2 separate regions of the Sus scrofa genome follow, and region 1 is linked to region 2. The links are chromatin contacts, called in public Hi-C maps. All regions are on one chromosome and are shown on one strand. The core of a region is the stretch at or near the end of the contact, and the rest is flanking DNA. Distances in the headings are between cores, read along the strand shown.

What was found. A called contact is a pair of places that touch in the nucleus more often than the background predicts.
Region 1: a contact with region 2 is called in a Hi-C map of embryonic fibroblasts, with 10 times the contacts expected there. A contact is called at or near these places in 14 of 47 Hi-C or Micro-C datasets (embryonic fibroblasts, epiblast stem cells, fetal heart ventricle and 8 more) and 1 of 2 datasets of targeted methods (skeletal muscle).

The regions. Positions count from the first base shown.
Region 1 is chr4:79,450,912-79,457,326 of Sscrofa11.1, forward strand. No RefSeq gene overlaps it. Among named protein-coding and RNA genes, the nearest start is that of EFCAB1, 79 kb to the left of the region's middle.
Region 2 is chr4:79,259,996-79,266,269 of Sscrofa11.1, forward strand. SNAI2 (zinc finger protein SNAI2) reads left to right here and starts at 4,885. Exons shown (of 3, transcript XM_005663090.3): 1 at 4,885-5,071; 2 at 5,784-6,274. The coding sequence starts at 4,993.

The sequences.
Region 1 (6,415 bases), core at 2,825-5,324, 190 kb after region 2:
CCCACCCCGAGGCCAGGTGACCTAACAGAGGGAGAAGTCAAAACTCTTAGCCTGTGATGTCGTGTTCGCAATTCTCCATTAAAAATGTCCCTTCACCCAGGGTCTGGGCCTGGCCCCCCAGGCAGCCTCAGACCCCTGAGCTCCCGCAGCGCCCCAGGCTGGCTGGCAGGGTTGAGCACCGGGGGCCACTGGACAGTGCCCTTGGGATGGAGGAAGAACTACACTTTTATTTATATTCCCTTTTACTAAATAAGGAAAGAGAGCTTTCTTAATATCTGATAGTGGCTGAGTATAGAATGTGTGTTACACTTTTGAGGAAAAATTAACATAATCATAACGGCAGGCCTGAGGCCTTCAATGTGGATTAAACCCAGACCCCTCCCTACAGCCCCAGGCAGGATACCACCCACCTCCTCACCCACAGCCAACCCTCGGCCAGTGGGAGGCACTGTTGATAACTGCACCACAGCCGCAGCTAAGGAGTGGGCACGGAGGATCCCAGCCCTGGGAACAATGTTCTGGCCAAGGTCAGGTGCACAGACTCCAGGCCCCAGCTAGACTCCCAGCCCCATGCAGCAACCATGATGGACCCAAGCAGTTACAGGATGACTTACCGATGAGGGACCAGAACCAACACAGGGAGGGACAGGAGGCCACAGTGCATACGTGGCCCTGGGATGGTCCTCAGATGACCCTGGGAGACTCAGGGGGTGGGGAGGCGGGCAGCCAGATGCTCCTGGCCTCGGTACCCCGTCCACACAAGCATGGTGCTTCCCTACCTACCTCCCCCAGCCCAACACCCAGGGGATCTCGAGCTCCAGCAACACCAGGCAGGCACCCACGGCAGCCCCGCAGAGACAGGGGCCAGGGCTCCCCTCCCCTGCCAGGCTAAGACGCCCCTTTCCTGTTGAGACTGACCTGGGCAGGGCTGGAGCGGGGGGGTACCCACCACAGCAGGGCCAGTAGGGAGCACATGTCACAGAAGGCTGGAGCTCTCCCCTCAGACACACCTGGCAGCCAGGGCGCAGGTGCAGGGAGCCAGGCACATCCATCACCCATTGGGGATGCCCAGCAGGTGCCTGGGAGGGAGGCACTCCTCAGGCAGCACCAGCAGGATCAACAGAACAGAAAAACCAAGCTGTTGGAAGCAACCCCGCAAACCTGAAAATTAAACTGCCACGGGAGCCTCAGCCCACAACAGAGGTGTAAGACTCTATACCAGACCCGCCCGTCACACCAGGAACTGGGAAGAAAGGCAGTCAGCCAATGCTAACAGGGCAGTGCTCACCCAACAAGAGCCTTAAAGCAGGGGCATAAACATGTGCCAACCATCAACTACAAATTCTCTTGAAACAAAGGAAAAACTGAATCTCAGAAAAGCAAAAGAAGATTATAAGAAAGAATCAAACGGAAATGATACAGCTGAAAAACAGGGTAATAGAAATGAAAATCAGCTTGATGGATTCTAACAGTAAAGCAGAGCTAAATCACTGAACTTTAGGACAGAGCAGTAGAATTCACTCCAAATGAACAAAGAGAGAAAACAGATTTAAAAACAAAAAGTAAACAGAGCCTCAAGGTCCCACAAGACTAAGGACCTGGTGTTGTATCATCATCGTCTTCTCATCGTCCTCACATCATCCTCAGAGGAGACAGGGATGGCAGAAGGCGGCTGAAAGAATATTTAAAGAAATAACAACTGAAAATGTCTCCAATCTGTTAAAAAACACCAGCCTCCAGGTCCAAAAACCTGAACAAACCTCAAATAATATCTTTAAAGTGCTAAAAGAAGAGAACTGTCAGAGTTCCTGTTGTGGCTCAGTGGTTAACGAATCTGACTAGGAACCATGAGGTTGCAGGTTCGATCCCTGGCCTTGCTCAGTGGGTTAAGGATCCGGCATTGCTGTGAGCTGTGGTGTAGGTTGCAGACGCAGCTCAGATCCCACATTGCTCTGGCTCTGGTGTAGGCCAGTGGCTACAGCTCTGATTAGACCCCTAGCCTGGGAACCTCCATATGCCACAGGAGCAGCCCAAGAAATGGCAAAAAGACAAAAAAAAAAAAAGAAGAGAACTGTCAACCACTACTCCTGTATCCAGCAAAACTGGCCTTCAAGAATGGAGAAGAAATAAAAATAAATCAGGGAACACTAAATACTTTGGCATTAACAGAACTACCTACCCTCGAGGACTGGCTAAAGAAGGCGCTTCGAGCAGAAAGGAAATGAACGAAAAAAGAAAGGAGAGGGAAGAAAAACAGTGAAGAGGAGAAATGGGTACACACAACGGACTGCACCGTCCTCAAAAGCTTTAGAAACTATGTTTGATAATAAAACAGAAATCCTAACAAGTTATGATTCACAAGAAAATGATATTTAAAAAGGGAGGAAAAGGGGAGTAGATGAAAATGGGGTTTCCACTACTGAAAATGGTAAAATATTGACACCAGTCAGAGCAACCGCTACAAAAACTGTACGAAGACACACAGTAAAATAATAGAGAGAAATCTGTACACAAATGTCACCGCAGCTTTATCTATAAAAGCCAGAGACTGGAATCAGCCACGACGTCCTTCAGCAGATGACTGGATAAAAACCCTCCGTATGGTCACACCTCGGAACACTGTCCAGCAATAAGAGGGAACGTGCTATTGGCACCGACGTGGCTCAATCTCCAAGAATGATGCTGAGTGGAAAAAGCAGTCCCGAAAGGATCATATATATGGTAGAGTTTTAGAAACAGGACAGGCTTGTGGGTGCCAAGGACTGAGACCGGAGCGGGGAGGGTGTGGGGAGGGTGGCTATAACAGGCAACCGGAGGATCCCTGTGTTGATGGGACTGTGTTAGTGTCCAGACTGCAGTGGTGTCCGCAGCAACCACCAACGGGATGAACTACGAACAGAACAAGCAAACCCACCGAGCTCAGGTCCCTGGAGCAAGCTGAGGGTGTGGAGTCCACACTGAGCTCCTCACTGAGCACCCGACTGTACTCTGGCAAAATGTTAACACTGGGGAAAGTGTCGCCACTGAGTAAAGAGTGCACGGCTGTCCACCTACGCATCTGCAACCATCCCAGTAAGAATCTCAGCTAGAGAAAAAGGCTGCGGCTGCGAGGGGGCCAGTGCTAAGTGGCCCCGACAGACACACACACAAACCCGACAGACATGCACACACCCCCGCCACGCAAAGGCTCCTGCTGGCCCTGGCACACAGCAGGAGGGTGACACTGGCACGATTCCATGAGGCCCTCGCGCTGGTCACACAGACAAGGCTACGCTCACAGTGAGAATCAACTGGGACCCATGATCTGACGACGGGGCCTTGACGATGAATAAAGTGTTGAAATCAGGGTCCTCCTAGAAAACGAACACAAGCTAAATGTTTGGAATTTTGCAGAAATCTCTTCAGATTCAAGACAGAAGGTCAAAATATCTTCCCAAATGCTTGAGTCTGTGATAGATGGGAGGTAAAGGGATAGAAACACAACTCAGATGGCAGGACAAAGCCTCTCCAGGTCTTCCTGCAGTGACTGCCTAACAGGCGCTGACCTCGGGCACGTGACTTAACTTAGCATCACCAGCCTGGAGAAGGGTTGTCATGCCCCCTGGAGTGGGTATGTGGCCAAAGGACTGTGCTAGTCTCTTCTTCTGGAACTTGTCGCCTGTTCCCACAGGACTTGTGTGAAAATCCAATGCTGTGGAAAGGGAAGAGCAATCACTTTAGACTGAGCAAGCCCCTGGGCTCCTCAGACGACTTCTGCCACGCAGGGCACCACGTGATCACAGAAGTCACTGGACACGCCTACTCTGGGCATTTCCACGTGCAGAGCGCACAGGGGTGCAGCAAGCCCCACCCCAGCCTCTGGGGCGAAGGCCAACCTCATTTTGACGCTGGGTTCTGGCCCCATCTCATCATCAAATGCCAGGCAGAGCAACCAGCCCACTTGCCAAATTGGACCTTGGTTGTCTCCGCAAGTCTTGGCCCAGTTTCTGGCCAGTTCATCAAATCCCAGCCTGTGGGAGGAAGAGGAGTGCCCTGGGAGCCTTTTCACAGAGCAGGGATGCGCCCAGGCTCCTGCAGCATTCCAGCGCCCTGACGTCCAGCCACCGTCTGGGCCCATGACCTCAAACGTTTGGACAAACCGCCCCATGAAGCCGCTCTGCGGAAATCTTACCCGGACAGCCCCCAGCCTCCCCAGCCTCTCACATCCGCCCTCGCCAGCACTGCCCTCAGACACGGAGGCACTGCTCCTCCTCGTTTCCATTTAAAGACTTTTGCTGAAGGAGCCGCTGCTTCGGGGCCAGGGAAGCCCTGCCAGGATCTTCTAGACGCGCAGCGTAAATGGTTTGTGACTGAAGTGGAAACCATCTACATTTCATTTTAATTATTGGTGATGACAACACAAACTCTGCCATCATTTTGTATTTTCCCTCCTTACCATCTATTTCAAAATGACATTGTCACGGTTTAGAGTCGGTTGGTTTCTAGTTAATGAATGTTCGGAACCCCAAATCATTAAGCTCTCATCCAGAGCCAGAGAAGGGGAGAAGAAACCCACACAGCTGGGGAGCGAGAGCCAAGAGCCCCCTGCGGACAGCGGGGGAGGGAGCGCGTCGTCCTTCACCCACCCCCCCCCCCCCGCGGACAGCGGGAACGGGAACGGGGGTGCCCAGTGCGCAGGCTCCCTCGGCCCCAGGCACTGAGCCCTGCTGGGAACCTGGGAAGGAAATGCTTTCCCGGCTGGCACCCGGTGGCAGAGAGCAATGCAGTTCTCTCAGAAACCGGGCAGCGGGCTTCCCTCTGGGGAAATCGGCGTCTTAAGGCAGTTTCCTCAGAGCGGCGGGCTGGCGGGGGGCGGGGGGCGCGGCAAAGTCGGGCCCACAGCACGGGAAACTCTCACATGCCTCCAGCACCACTAACAGAAACTGCATCTTGTTCCCCATTTGGCTGCAGATAATGAAATTAGCCTCTCAATTACCAATTACCCCCAAATAGTACCTAGTGGAACAAGCAGGCACAAAAGCCGGAGGTGAGTTTGGAGGCGCTCCCCCCTCCCCGCCCCACCCGGCCCCGCAGCCCCGTCCCCTCTATGGCTCTTAGCTGTTTAAATTCAAAGCAACGCTTCTGTTTTTCTAAGTCGCCGTTTTTGACCTCAAGCAGATAAAGAGCGCTGCATGACACATTCAGCAGAGTTGCTGTGTTCTTGCTCTGTTTACATCAGGAAATCCAGCGGGTGGGGACTGGCTGGGCGCCGGCCCGGGCGCTGGGCCTGACTCCATCCAGATGTGCGGCGGCTCCAGAGTGGCTGCCGCGCGCAGTAAACGGGCACCGAGGCGGCCCCGCGGGCGCACGGAGGCGGCGGCGCGCGGAGGCGGGACCGCGGGCGCGCGGAGGCGGGATGGCGGGGGCGCACGAGGGGGTCTCGTGGGGAGGGGGCGCGCGGAGGAGGGACGGTGTGGGCGCCAGGAGAGGCCTCACGGGAGGGGGCGCAGAGCAGGGACCGCGGGCGCGCCCCCAGACGCGAGCGCAGCGCCAGCGCCCAGGGAGTGGGCCCTGGGCCGTGTGCATTTCCTTGTAAATGCGCTGCACTTTAAAGAAGGGGGCGCGCTGTATATCATTGGGAATGTTGGCTGTCTATTGGTCCCTGTGGATATTGCTGGGTTAGTACGACTTGTAACCAGAGCAAGAGAAACATAAAAAAGTCGGGAAACACTGCCAATTAGTCATTACAGGGAGATTGTAAAAACAAGAGAAAGAGAAAGAGGGGGAGCAGAAGGAATAAAAGAATACAATGCCCTGGGAAAAAAAAAATTAAAGAAACTAGATGTGCTTTTGTGGCGTTCCGGGAATTGCATGAACCAGGAAGCAGGACAGAGGCAGCCTGCTCACCAGGGCGACCTGCAAACCAGCAAATTCTCAGCGTGGCCAGGAGGGACCCTGCAGGGGCCCAAACAGCACCCCATGCTGCGCTTGCAGGTCTTCTGCTGGGCCAGAGGGCAGGCGGCGCTTTGGAGCAGAACCCAGCTGCCCTTTTATTTCTGATTGCAGGCCGCTGCACAGGCCTAACAAAATGAAGACAGGGACGGGTTTCTTTCCGTCACAAGCCCCTACCTACCAGCCATCTGCTTCAGGCAGACTGTGGCCATGCTTGCTGAGAACTGTTTTTAATTTTATGGTTGTTCCAATTGAAATCTCTTTGTCTTTCTGCTTTTTGCCAGATTCAAGGCTCTGAGAACATGAACCGTGGCAGGGTGAGATGGATCTGGGTGAGGCCCCTAGGGCTCCTTCAGTCTGCCTGTTATTCCTGCACCCACTTAACAGAGAGGACTTCAGGGCCCCAAGGTTAAGTTTGCAGTAAGAAATCCAGGGGGAACCGGGCTTCTTCCAAGAGCCTCCAAGAAGTGGGGTGGGAGCGGGG
Region 2 (6,274 bases), core at 3,635-6,134:
GCCTTCCAACCATACAGAGAAAACTGGGTGGACCTGCTGTCCTTCTCATGGGAGTTCTCCCTCCTGAGGGGAACAGCCAGGGTGTGGGGCCTCTGTCATCTTTGGGCACGTTGCTTCTGTACTGATGGGTTTATTTCCCCAGCATAATCCCATTGAAGAATGAAGTCACATCCAGTTTTGAAAACCACATGATGCTCATAGGTTAAGAATTAATGATGGTGACTGTCTTATTTTTGGACAAAGACCAGGGCAGCCTCTGAGCCCAGCACCAAGGGCTCTGGTCCAATGTCCTCCCAGAGGTCACATCCAACACCTGGAGGCAAATGGCATCAACTGTGAATCAAGCAACCATGACCCAGTGTTACTTGGCAAAAGGGACACAGGAGGCAGTGGGGACTACGCGAGCAGGGCCCACCGCGGGAAGGTGGGAAAGCCCTTTTCGACAGGCCACACCCTGGGTTCACAAGCCACTAACTCAGCCCTTAAGGGAAAATTCAGTTACGGAGAGAGGAGGGCTGAGTAGGGTTTGGACTGAAGCAGACTGGGGCCTCGCGCCCCTGTGCCCCTCACTAGCCCTGTGACGGCACCCTGGCGATTCCATTTCCTCACCTGCCCCTGCACGGGGCGGGGGGGCTACTGTTGAGGGAGTGAAGTGACTCGTACCCATGGAGCTCCCAGTGACATGGCCAGACCTTATCGAACGAGGCCTGCCTGTCCCCCACCCCTCACCCCGCTGCATGCTCTCGGGGTCTAGCTTGGGGCACGGGCGGTGGTAGACGCCCTGTTCCCGCCCTTAAAACTCTGCCTCGTGCGCCCATTTGGCCGCAGTAGGAGGCTGTCTTCACAGGGCACAGACGATGAGCACGAGCACCTGATCACGCCTGGCAGCGGACACAGCGTGTTTGCAAATGTCACCTGCGTGTCTGCAAACACAGAGAAGTCACGGTGAGTTAAGAACAGATTCAAACGTCAAGATTTAAATAACGCTCGTAGTTTACAGGATGAAATCAAATCGAGGCCCCAGTTTGCAGACAAAGCGCCCGCCTTCCAGCAGGGGGCGGCCTGGTCCGGAAAAGGGACTGAGGAAGGTCGGGGCACCTCCCCACCGCCACCGCTAGGCGTCCCCCCGCACCCGCTGTACCGCAGCTCCGCCCTCTGCGCGGCCTGCTCAGCCAGTGGCCAACCCCTGACAGACGAACACCAGGACCAGGAGTCTCTTACTTTGGGTGACACAGCAGTAACCGGACAGCCCCAGAGGGGAAGGGGATTCGAAACCGAAACCAGCCCCAAGTGCAAGTGGCTCACACGCAATACACCTCAGTAAAACTGCTCCCACCTTAGCAAGGTTCTGTGCCAAGTGGTGTTACCTGTGCCCAGGTATGGTGCTTACGGACCCAACAGCGCTGGAGCTGGACCCACACGCAAAACCCGCAGCCTGAGCCTGGCCAGAGCAGTCCCGTGACCCCCAGGAAGCAAGAGCACCAGCACACAGCCCAGGACATCCTGACCGCCTTCCTCTGGCAGTTCCTCCACCAAGTCCCTCTCACTTACAGGCACACACACAGGCACACGCACGGGCACACAAGCACGGGCACACAAGCACATATGCAGCTATGCGTACACACAGGCACACAAGCACACATGCAGCGATGTACACACATAGGCACACAGGATTGCACATGCTCCAGCTGAACTCGCTGGGCAGACACATTGCCGTGTGTTGTCACGTCCATGAGTTTCATCCACATCCACTCAGGAAAGGGACCCCCTCTGTGGTGAAGCGGAGTCTGTGTCAGCAGAAGGCTACACTCACTCTGATTACTTCCCCCACTTATACTGACTTGTCCCAAAGACCCTCTAAGGAAAGCAGGGAAGAGTACGGAACCTAATTCTGGTACTCAAGGGAAACAGTTATTTCTCTTCCAGAGGTTAAATGACTTTATCTGAAGCTGAGTTCAATGAGGAATTAGGAATGAAAATGCAACCACAAGGGACCTCACACCTCTCATTCAGACTCAAAGTTACATATAACAGCCGCTGTGTTACGCACTATATGTTACGCAGTATAACGCGCTGTGGATACCCCAGTCAAACCAGCGACATTCCAGTCAAACCAGGGACATTCCAAGACTGCATCTTGGGGGGTGGGGGGGTGACCCTCCCCAGGCCGAGGTTGCCTGGTCTGCTCACTCCTTCTCTAGTGGGGAAGGCACTGCCTTCACAGACCATGGCTCCACGTGGATGAAGCTCTCCCTGCAAAGCAAATAAGCCTGGGGTGCGTTCCCAACCTCATGAATCTAGTTTACTCCCCCATTTGGCAACGCAAGAATATGTCTTTCATGGAAAAGCCTGGGTCCCTGAGAAACCCCACCAGCACCGGGAGCCTGTGGGGAGGGGCTGGCCCGCCCACGAGGTCACAGCCCTTTCATTTACAAGGATTTCTACAAATCGTCTTTGTCAGCTTCCTCAGAAAACAGGAAAGGAGAGGCTGTGGGGTAAGTCACATCAGGTCCCCTCCTAGTAAAGTTCAGGACAATTAGGGAATTAGGTCACGTGGGCTTCTAACATGTCAGACCCCTCAGACCCCAGGTGGGGTGAGGGACCCCTGGGGGCGGAACCGTGGGGAGGCATCCTTTGAAGGCCCTGCTTCCTCCCAGGACCAAGGCCCTGGGGGAGTCAAGGTGGGAGCCTGGATTTTCTTCCCCTCACTGCTGGACCCCCCACTTCTGGGCCTCCCTTGGGGGGCTTTCTCTGCACCCCAGCACCCCGGTTCCCTCTCAGGACAAGCACCTGCCATCTCCTCACTATTCTGGGCGGCCCAAGATGTCCACCCAAGACTGGTTTCTCACAGAAAACATTTCATCTAGGGCTATGCCCACACATGGCCCCTCTGGCTCGGGGGCGGGGGGTGGGGACGGCGCAGCACCTTCACCCCCCCACTGGGCCTCTGTAGGCCCTGGGGTGTGGACCTGAGGGCCTTCTCCATCCTCACGCTCCACAGCTCCCAGCTGAGCACCTGGGCCCTGACTCCCCCTCCCCCGCCCACCCCCACCCCCCTTGCAGCCCTCCTGGGCTCCGGGTGCAGGCAGACCTATGTGAAGACATGCCCCAGATAGCCTCCGACACCCTGCACCCGCCTGGTAGGCGGAGAACACATCCCAACTCTGACTGGAGTCTGTGTGCTGACCCCCCTGACAGGCTCTGTCATCTGCGTTCAAGGGTTTCCTAGAGCATTTCTGTTCAGCTTTTAAGTGGGCTGTTGGAATACACACTTGGTAGGTTAGTGGCCAAGGAACAAGTATCAGATGCTCTCTGGCCTCCCCGCTGTGAGCTGACTCTGCGTGGAGCTGAGCCGGGAGGGAAAAGCAGGAGCTCTGGGCAAGATGCAAACTCTTTTTCAGGAAGCCGAGTGGGGGGAGGAGGGCTCCTGCCCCCCAAACCAGGGCCAATCTGATCCGATCCGAGGGAGCTTGTTCTGAGCCAGCCTCCGGTGTGTGGGAGATCTGATGCATATTCATATTTTCCTTTTAACATGAAGATCCCTCTAAATTCCTTTCCCTGGCGTTTGAACTAGTTGGGAGGAAAAAAAAAGAAAGGGGATCTCTGAAATTAGCTCAGGCAGCCTGAGCCCCGCCCTCCCCTGCACACTCCGGCCTCCCCCCAAGATTAAGAAGTTATGCAGCCTGACATGCACCTTCCTCTTACAAGTCTTGACTTCACACTGTTATTTTTCACCTTTTTCCTCCCAGCACCTGTTCCAATCAAGGGTAGCGTGGTCTGATTGCAAATGTGTTCTTTCCTTAGTCTTTAAGCCAAAGGTAGGGAGAATAATCTAGAAGGGACGGAAGTGCTTGTAAATATGGATATAATTTCACTTTTCAAATGAGCCACTTTAGGGTATTTTTAGATTAAATACCATACACACAACCAAAGTATTTTTGCTGATTGCTAGACTAGCTTAAAAGTTTAACCAAGCAGTGCTCAGGATGGCACCCTTTCTTTAAAAACACAATGCAGGGGAGGGGCAGAAACACATGAATTTTGACGACGTTATACCCAAGAAAAGAGCATGGTCTAAAAGCATATACATTTTTGAAATAATTGTCTCTCAAGGCCCCTTCACACTTTTTTTCCATAAAATTACATGGCGATGCCTGAAAAGATGCAAATGCCTTTGTGGGGAACCCTTCCCGTTCCAAAGGACATTAACCCATCCTTCGCTTTCATCCGTACGGTGCCCGGTCTCGCAGGCAGCCGGTCTTTCGGGGGCTACAAAGCGCTTCTTTCAAGCCTCACGGCTAATGTGGTGACACGCCTGCTTCATTTCCCCAGGCGCCGCCTCTGGCTCTGCCCCGGGCCTCCTGGACTCGAAGCGCGTCCCCAGCGAGAGGCGGGTGGTTCGCTAGCCGCGGGGAGTCCCCTGCGGGCCCGCCCCTCACTCACTGGGGCTTTGTCTTTGCCGCTACCTTTCTTGTCAAAAGCCGGGAGTGAACTGTTCCGTCCCTGAGCGAGCAGAACCTCTCCAAAGCCCAGAGGCTGGCCTGGGACCCGCGGGCCCCCTGCCTTTCCCAGCAAGCGCCAGAGCCCACAGCTGGAAGCCAGGCCAGGTTCAGCCGGATCCAGCTCGCCGAGAGCGCGAAGGGCCGACGAGCTGAAGAAGGAAAATTACCTCTTCTTGAAAATACTTAAGCACTTTTTTCCTCTCCACTGAAAGCCGGAGAACAGCCCATTTTGAACCAAAATAATTTAGTCTGACAACAGATTCTTCCTCTGTTCACAGCTGTCCCAGAGGGAGGAGCTGAAATCCGAACCTCTCGGCTGTGATTGGACCCTTCTTGCAAAAGGCAGGAAAAAAAGGCCTCCCCGCCACCGCGGGCTCAGTCCGCGAAGAGCCTGCGACCTGGCGGCGCCGCGCGCGCACCTGCCGGGGCCGCGATGCTGTAGGACTGCGCGCCCCGCGCCCCGCGCCCGGCGCCCCGCGCAGCCGGCAGGATGCCGCGCTCCTTCCTGGTCAAGAAGCATTTCAACGCCTCCAAGAAGCCCAACTACAGCGAGCTGGACACACACACAGGTAAAAGGGGGGCTCTATATTGCAACTCAGTCTGTCTATCAAGAGGTAAATAGCAGTGTGAGCTGCAGCTCAACTTCTACAAAAGTTAGAGGCGGAGCTGTTTTCCTCTAAACAGCGTCCCTCCTGAAAGAGCGGCCGTTCCTTTGATCATCTGGGCTAAGTTTTAATTCAAACTTTTCACTGGCCAGGAAAACTCCATTCGGCTCTTGCAACGTCACTTTCTGAAGCGTGTGCATACTTGCATAATGAGTACGCGGAGGATGAGTAAGGCCACGCGTAAATGTTGAATTACTGCTTTTTTTTTCATGTCATAAGGCTCCTTTCCTTTAGAAAGCAGCTGGATTTACGCCTGTCTTTGTACTCACAGTCATAAACCCTGCAAACAGCCCACGCGTAAAATGGAAGGGAACTTCTCTGCAGCTTTCGAGGTAGTGGATAGGCTTTCCCCTCGCTGGGGACCGCGGAGGCCCTAGCTGGGCGGGGCTGGGCTGCGCTCGCTGACCGCCGAGCCGCTGCAGCCCCGCGACGCTCCGTGTGCGCCCCAAGTACAGTGACCGCGCGAGTAGCAAGGGTGGGAAGAAATGTCCTACCAACGCCTGCGAGTTCCTCCTGCGCGCGTCCTCTCGTCCGTTTGCGTTGCCAAGCAGCTTCGTGGTGGGTTTTCATAGGTTTCTCTCCGCCTCACTCTTCCTTCCCCTCTTGTCTTCCCCAGTGATCGTTTCCCCGTACCTCTATGAGAGTTACCCAATGCCTGTCATTCCACAACCGGAGATCCTCAGCTCGCGAGCCTACAGCCCCATTGCGGTGTGGACCAGCGCGGCTCCGTTCCACGCCCCGCTGCCCAACGGCCTCTCCCCCCTGTCCGGATACCCCCCACCCTTGGGGCGTGTGAGCCCCCCTCCTCCATCCGACACCTCATCCAAGGACCACAGCGGCTCCGAAAGTCCCGTTAGCGACGAAGAGGAAAGACTCCAGTCCAAGCTTTCCGACCCCCACGCCATCGAAGCCGAGAAGTTTCAGTGCAATTTATGCAGTAAAACCTATTCGACCTTCTCAGGGCTGGGCAAGCACAAGCAGCTGCACTGTGACGCCCAGTCTAGGAAGTCCTTCAGCTGTAAGTACTGCGACAAGGAGTACGTGAGCCTGGGCGCCCTGAAGATGCACATTCGGACCCACACCCTACCTTGTGTCTGCAAGATCTGT